Linked DNA regions of Anser cygnoides: region 1 is linked to region 2. A link is a contact called in public Hi-C data. All regions are on one chromosome and are shown on one strand. Each heading gives the region's core, a stretch centred on a gene start, on an enhancer-like site or on the middle of the called end of the contact. The rest is flanking DNA. Distances are from core to core; before and after follow the strand shown. Region 1 holds the start of LOC106049825 (inhibin beta C chain-like). Region 2 holds the start of LRP1 (LDL receptor related protein 1).

Region 1 (3,282 bases), core at 575-3,074, 190 kb before region 2:
GACATCTCCGCATTGCCCTCACGTGCAGGAACACAATGTGCCATGGAGGAGCATTGTTCCCAGGGGTCTTCAAGCAAGCCCCCAAGATCCCACAGCAGCCATGAAAACACACAGAGGCCTGCAAGGGGTGCATGCTCCCCCCAGCACCTCACCGAGCAGCAGCTTGGTCTGGGCAGCTCGGGAGGATGCTCTGCGGGGTGCGGGGCCTATTCTGCCTCTTTCCAAAGGCTGCATTTGCCTGGGAGTGGGGGTACAGGACCCCGCTTTTCCAGTGATGCCTGTAAAGGACCCCCGAGCGTGTTTTGTGGAGCTCTCTCTACCCAGGGAGGCAGCTGATTCCGGAGCGCCACGCGGCAGCCCACCACTTCGGGTAGCAAGAACACCGGGGGGAGCAGACGGGCTTTGGAGTTGACTCCCCAGATGAGGAGCTGCTGGGGAACCGGGGCCCGAAATCACGCTTTGGTTGACCTGGCCGCCTGACCCACCCACCTCCAGCACAAGCAGGGAAGGTCCGACAGAAACGGACAACGACTTAACGAGACCCCGCAGCCTGTCCTTGCTCCCACCCATCCCCTTGCCCCCACAAAACGCTGAGAGGAGCCTCGGGGTCTCCACGGTGCTTCCCCTCCCCGTGGTGAGGGGTGAGCTGCTCGGGGCAAGCTCAGGACGTGGGTGCAAAGGTTCTGGCCACGGAGCATCTCGGTGCCGGCCCGTTAGTGCCTGCAGGCGCTCAGCGCCCCTGCGCGGGGCTCTCAAGGTACCCGTGCCCAGGAGGAAACCTCTCAGCGCCTTCCCCGCATCCCACCATGCCCCCCACCCGTGGGGTCCCGTCCCACCACGCCCACAGGGCCCGGGGGTTCTGCACACACCTGACTCGGCAAAGCTCAGGATCTCGTAGTGCTGCACGCCCGGCACAGGGCGTGGGTAAGGGCCGCCGCTGGCACGGAGCACCCCTGGGGCGACGGGCGCGTCGGCGCGCTGCACCCGCATCCTGCGGAGAGCGGTCAGCAGGGCGCCCCGGGACGTGGGCTGGGTGATGTTGGGCCTGTCCGGCAAGCGGAGCTTGGAGAGGATGCTCTGCTTCGCCAGCGCGATGAGGATGTCCCGCTGCGTGGCAGGGGCCAGGGCCGCCAGCCCACAGGCTGGGCACCACACGCCCTTGGCAGCTGCCATCCTCAGAAGGCTCAGGAGCAGGAAAGCCACCGCGGCCGTCATCCCCGGTGCCGGCAGCTGACAGTTCGGGGGTCCCAGCACACCGGGTTCCTTGAGCCGTCCCGATAAGCCCAAGTCAAACTGGGACAGCAGAGCCGGGGCCGGGAGAGCGGAGGTAGGGCAGTGGTGCTGGACCCGGCAGGAAGGGCTTGTTTTCCCGATGTGACCACAAATATTGGCTGATCCCGGGCGAGATAAACGCCCCTGTGATCCCACAGGAGCCTTTCCTGGGCACGGGGCAGCCGCGGGTGCTGCTCTCCCCGGGGTTAAGGTGGACCCGAGCGGTGGGTGCTCGGCCCGTGCACCCGGGGCGCCAGCGCCCGCTCGGAGCTGGGGTTTGGGGCTGTGAATGGGGGGCACCAGGCCAGGCCCGTGACGGTGCCCTGGGGTACTGCTGGGGGGGGGTCCCCAAGCTGTGGCAGCCCACCCGTGAGTGGGGGTCTCCACGTGTGCTGAGGGGAGACGGGGGGGGTCCCTGTGGTGTGGGGCTGCTGGGCAGCTGGGGGGGGGCGTCTCTGGGCACACAGGGGGGCCCTCACCAGGCAGCGGGGCGCTGCTCACGGAATCCAGGGGAGATCCTGGGCAGCCAGGGGGCATCCCTGGACAGCGGGGGGAGAGGCTCTGGGCAGTCGGGGGGGGGGTCTTGGGCAGCTGGGGGGGGTTGTGGGCAGCTGGGGGGACCCTGAGCAGTGGGGGGGGGCTCACTGGGCAGCCAGGGGGGGCTCTGGGCAGACGAGGGGGACTCCTGGGCAGCTGAAGGGGGGCCTGGGCACCTGGGGGGGTCCTGGGCAGCCAGGGGGGCTCTGGGCAGCTGGGGGGGGGGTCCTGGGCAGCCGGGGGGGCTCTGGGCAGCTGGGGGGGGGGGTCCTGGGCAGCCGGGGGGGCTCTGGGCAGACGGGGGGGGGGGGTCACTGGGCAGCCGGGGGGGCTCTGGGCAGCTGGGGGGGGCCTTCACTGGGCAGCGCGGAGACCCCCGGATAGACCGGGGGGGGGGGGGGGGGGGGGGGGGCCGCCCCCCCCCAGCCAGGAGGGGCGGGGCCACCGGGCGCGAGGGGGCGGGGCCGTCAGGGCAGCCCCGCCCCCGCTCCTGGCCCCGCCCCCTCCGCTGGGGCCCCGCCCCCTCCAGGCCTCCCCCGCACCAGGGGGCGCCACCGCCCCGGTTGCCATGACAACGGCGGCCCGGCGGGAGCGCCGCGGTGACGCGGCACGCACGGGGCCGTGACGCGGCGCGTAAGGGGCCCGCCCTCCGTCCCCTCCCCTCCCCTCCCCTCCCCGCCCCGCCCCTCCGCCCGCCCCTCCCCCTCCCTTCCCGTTCCGGTCCCGCCCCGCCTCCCCCGCGCCGCTCGCCCCGCTCCCCCCTCCCGCTCCGCCGCCCCGCCCGGGCGGCCCGCGCTGGCCCAGGCCCGGCCCCGGGGTGGCGGCGGCGGCGGCAGCAGCCCCGGCCCCGGCCCCGGCCCCGGCCCCGGCCCGGCGCAGGGCCCGGCCCGGCCCGGTGAGTGCGGGGGGACGGGGGAGACGGGAGGCCGGGAGCGGGAGCGAGACCGGGGCGTGGGGCTGGGAGCGGGGCGAGACAGGGAGCGGGGCCGGGACCGGGATCGGAGCCGTCGGGGCGTTGGGCCGGTCCCCCTCTCGCTGCCCCCGGGACCGGCCCGGCCGCGGGTCTCCAGCCTCCAGGGCGAGCCCCGGCGGCGCCCTCCCGTTCCCCGCCGGGTCCCCGCCACCGGGAGCAGCCGGCGGAGCACCGGCAGCGCGGTTCCGCCCGGCCCGGGGCCGCGGCGGCTCCCGGTGGAGGCGGAGCAGCAACAGGTGAGCGGGGCCCGGCGCCGCCATGGCCGCGGGCCGCCCGGTTCGGTGGCCCGGGAGCACGGGGAGGGGATCCCGGCCCGCGGCGGCGGAGCCTTCGCCTCGAAACCCGGCCCTGGAGCGTTAACGGCCCCCTGCCGGTAGGGAGCGGGGAGCCGCTGGGGTGCTGGGGGGCTCCGCGGGGGGTGCGCTGGGGGTTACCCGGGGGGTGGTGCGGTGGCTCCACGGCCTCTGTCGCGTGGCGGGGGTAAACCCTCGCCGTGCGTT
Region 2 (3,315 bases), core at 205-2,704:
ACACGAGCGGCATCGCCGCCGCCTCCCTCTGATTTGGGTGCCTGGAGCTCCAGTGGGGGGGGGGGGGGGAGGCCAGGGCCTCCAGCCCCCCCCCCCAAACACCGGCCATGGGTTGGACGCTGCCGTCTCCGCCACGGCACCGAGCGCCAGCGGCTTCGCGCCGAGGTGGGTGCTAAAAGGGGGCAGCGAAAGCTTCCCCCAAATCCCCCCATCGATAAATTGGGCTCCAGGCTGCCGCCTTCGCCAGGCCCTTCCCATCTGGGCTAGAGGGAACCCGTCAGCGGAAAGCTGCGCGAGCCAACTCAAAACCCCAAATCTCCGGGCTTTTAAGGGGGGGAAAAAAAAACAAAAAAAAAAACAAAAAAATCAGGCTCCCGCCCCACGCATTAAAACGTCTCCAGGAACTTCTCCGCCGGCGGCTCCCCGCTGGCCGGGGCTGCCGGCTCCGAGCCCCCGGTACGGCGCGGCGAGGCTGCAGAAGAAGGGGGGGCGAGCAGATCAATCCCGGCAGGGGCCAGACGTGCGCAGCCTGAAAAGGAGCCACTCGGTGCGGGGCCACCGGCCGGCCCCGTTACCGGCCCCGTTACCGGCCCCGTTACGCAAGGGCCGGGGGGGCCGCGCTGTCACCGCAGGGCAGCCGCTGCCGCTCGCAGAGGGAAAATGGGGGCGGTGGGGGGGGTGTCAGGGGAATAAAAGCGGGGGGAGCTGAGGGAAGTTACCGGGGGGGGGCCGGGAAGGAGGGGAGGCCGCCTGCTGCAGGAACTGGGGGGTCCCTTTATTTTCTCCGCAGAAGCGGGGACCCGCGGGGCCGCTCTGCTTTGTCGCAGCGGGGCCGCCGGGGGAAGCGCCGCGACTGCAGCGGCCGGGACCGGCCCCAGCCCCGCTTCGGCCCCGGTCCCGGTCCCGGTCCCGACCCCAGCCCCGGCCCCGCTCCTGTCCCGGCCCCCCTCGCCCCCCGGCCCCAGCCCCGCGCCCCCCCGGGTCCTGAGGGCGCCGCCAGCGGCCCGGGCCCGAGCGCAGCCCCCGCGGCGGAGCCCCCCCGGCCCCAGCCCCGGTCCCGGTCCCGGTCCCGGCCCCAGCCCCGCGCCCCCGGTCCCGGCGGGCGGCTCCGCTCCGCAGCGCGGCGGCGGCGAGGGCCGGGGCCCCCGCGGCGGGAGCGCTCCGCAGCCCCCGGGGGAGCCGCGGCGGGGCCGAACCGGGCCACAGCGGGCCGAAGCGGGCCGCCCCGAGCCGTACCGGGCCGCCCCGGGCCGCGCCGCCCCCCGCGGCCCCGCACTCACCTTCGAGGGCGCGGGCGGCAGGGGCGGCCAGCAGGGCCAGCAGGCACCCAGCGAGGGGCAGCAGCAGCGGCCCCATGCCGGCGGCTCCCGGTTCCTCACGCCGTGCTGCCCGCGGGGCGGCGCGTCCCGGGCCCGCGCACCGACATCCGCGGAGGGAGGGGGCGCGGGAGGGCGGGGGCGGGCAGGGGAGGGCCGGGCCGGGCCGGGCGGGACGGGGGGGCCGGGCCGGGACTGGGGGGGGGGGTCGGGGGAGAACCGGGACCCTCCGGCCCTGGGCGGCGGCGGCGCCGGGGGCTGCGGGGCGGGGGCGGGGGCGGGGGGGGCTGCGCGCGCCGCCGCCGGGGGATGGAGCGCGCGCCGCCGCCCGCCTGACGTCACCGGGCTCGGGCCGCCGCGCGGGGGGGGGGGGGTTGGGGGAAGGGGGGAGGAGGGGGGGGGGGGGGGGGAGGGGGGGGGGTCCTACGCGGCGGGCACGCATGCGCGGGAGGTGCCGGGGCTGCGCCCCCCCGGCGGGGCGGGGGTGGAGGGGGGGCAGGTACCGGGATGGGGGTTGGGGAGGGGGGCGGATGGGGGGGAGTAGGGGGCGGGGAGGGGGATGGTATGGGAATAGTAGGGGGGGGGGGGATGGGGATGGGCATGGGGATGGGGTGGGCATGGTACGGGGATGGGGATGGGGATGGGGATGGGGATGGGGATGGGGGGGGGATGGGGATGGGCATGGGGATGGGGATGGGGATGGGGATGGGGATAGTATGGTATGGTAAGGTATGGTATGGGAATAGGTATGGGTTTAGGTATAGGTATGGTATCGGTATGGGTATGGGTATGGTGTAGGTATGGGAATTGGTATGGGCATGGTATGGTATGGGAATAGGTACAGGCAGAGGTATAGGTATGGTATCGGTATGGGTATGGGTATGGTATGGTATGGGAATAGGTATGGGCAGAGGTATGGGCATGGTATGGAATGGGAATAGGTATGGGTATAGTATGGGAATAGGTATGGGCATGATACGGGTATGGGTATGGGTATAGTATGGTATGGTGTGGGAATAGGTATGGGCTTAGGTACGGTATCAGTATAGGTAGGGGCTTGTTGTAGGTATGGGAATGGGTATGGGCATGGTATGGTATGGGAATAGGTATGGGCAGAGGTATGGGCATGGTATGGAATGGGAACGGGTATGGATAGAGGTACGGTCATGGTGAGGGGATGGGTATGGACATGGTGTAGGTTTGGTATAGGTATGGTATGGGCATGTGTAGGTATGGACATGGGTATGGTATCAGCAGGGGCATGGGTATGGGGGACAGGGGCATGCTGTAGGGACGCACATGGTATGGGTACGGTACCAGTGCTGCCCGCCGCCCCCACCCCGCAGCATGAGGCCGTGGCCCCAGGCCGTGACCCCCAGCCCAGGGTCCCGGCAGCGGGGTCCCGCGGGGGCCAGGCCATATTTTGCTCATCCAATGCTGGGTCCTGAGCGCGTGGCTCACGGTCGGAGCCGTGCTCGGGCTCAGCGCCAGCTCCTGGCAGGGGGATGCGCCGTGAGCCCACCTGGGGGGGCCACGGGCAGCGGCTCCGGCCCCAAACAGCCACGGCATTCCTCTCACCTCACCCAAACATCCTTTTCTCCACAGGGAACGTCTCATCCCTGCCCCGGATGTTTGTTAGCAAGAGTCTCCGTCACCGCGATCTGCGTTTTGGGCCGGTCGGGGCGGCAGCCGCGCTGCTGGTATTTGCAATGCTGCCGAGGCCCCGGGGACCCACCCAGGCTGTGGGGCTGGGGGCAGCGCGGACCCCCCAGCCCCACTGACCGCGGGGCTGCCCCAGCCCCGTCCCTCCTTCATCGGCTGCACGTGCGTTCCTTCAGCACCCCCTGGGCAGCGGCCCATCCCTCCACGAGCACCGCGGCCGTGGCTCTGACGTCAGAGCCAGCGCCGTGACGTCAGAGCCAGCGCCGTGACGTCATTCTCCTCGCCGTGCCGCTGCCGCACGGGGCTGAGTCTGGGTGCCACAGGGGCCAGGGCAGCA

Evidence for each region. Hi-C and Micro-C count contacts between places; a contact is called where the count stands out from the background.
Region 1: a contact with region 2 is called in a Hi-C map of liver, with 12 times the contacts expected there. The contact joins the promoter of LOC106049825 here to the promoter of LRP1 in region 2. A contact is called at or near these places in 2 of 7 Hi-C or Micro-C datasets (both in liver).

What each region holds. Positions count from the first base shown.
Region 1 is chr32:3,468,468-3,471,749 of Taihu_goose_T2T_genome, reverse strand. It overlaps LOC106049825 (inhibin beta C chain-like), which reads right to left and starts at 1,824. Exons shown (of 2, transcript XM_013202247.3): 1 at 870-1,824. The coding sequence starts at 1,809. R3HDM2 (R3H domain containing 2) reads left to right here and starts at 2,548. Exons shown (of 24, transcript XM_066985446.1): 1 at 2,548-2,704.
Region 2 is chr32:3,278,405-3,281,719 of Taihu_goose_T2T_genome, reverse strand. It overlaps LRP1 (LDL receptor related protein 1), which reads right to left and starts at 1,454. Exons shown (of 89, transcript XM_066985784.1): 1 at 1,281-1,454. The coding sequence starts at 1,356.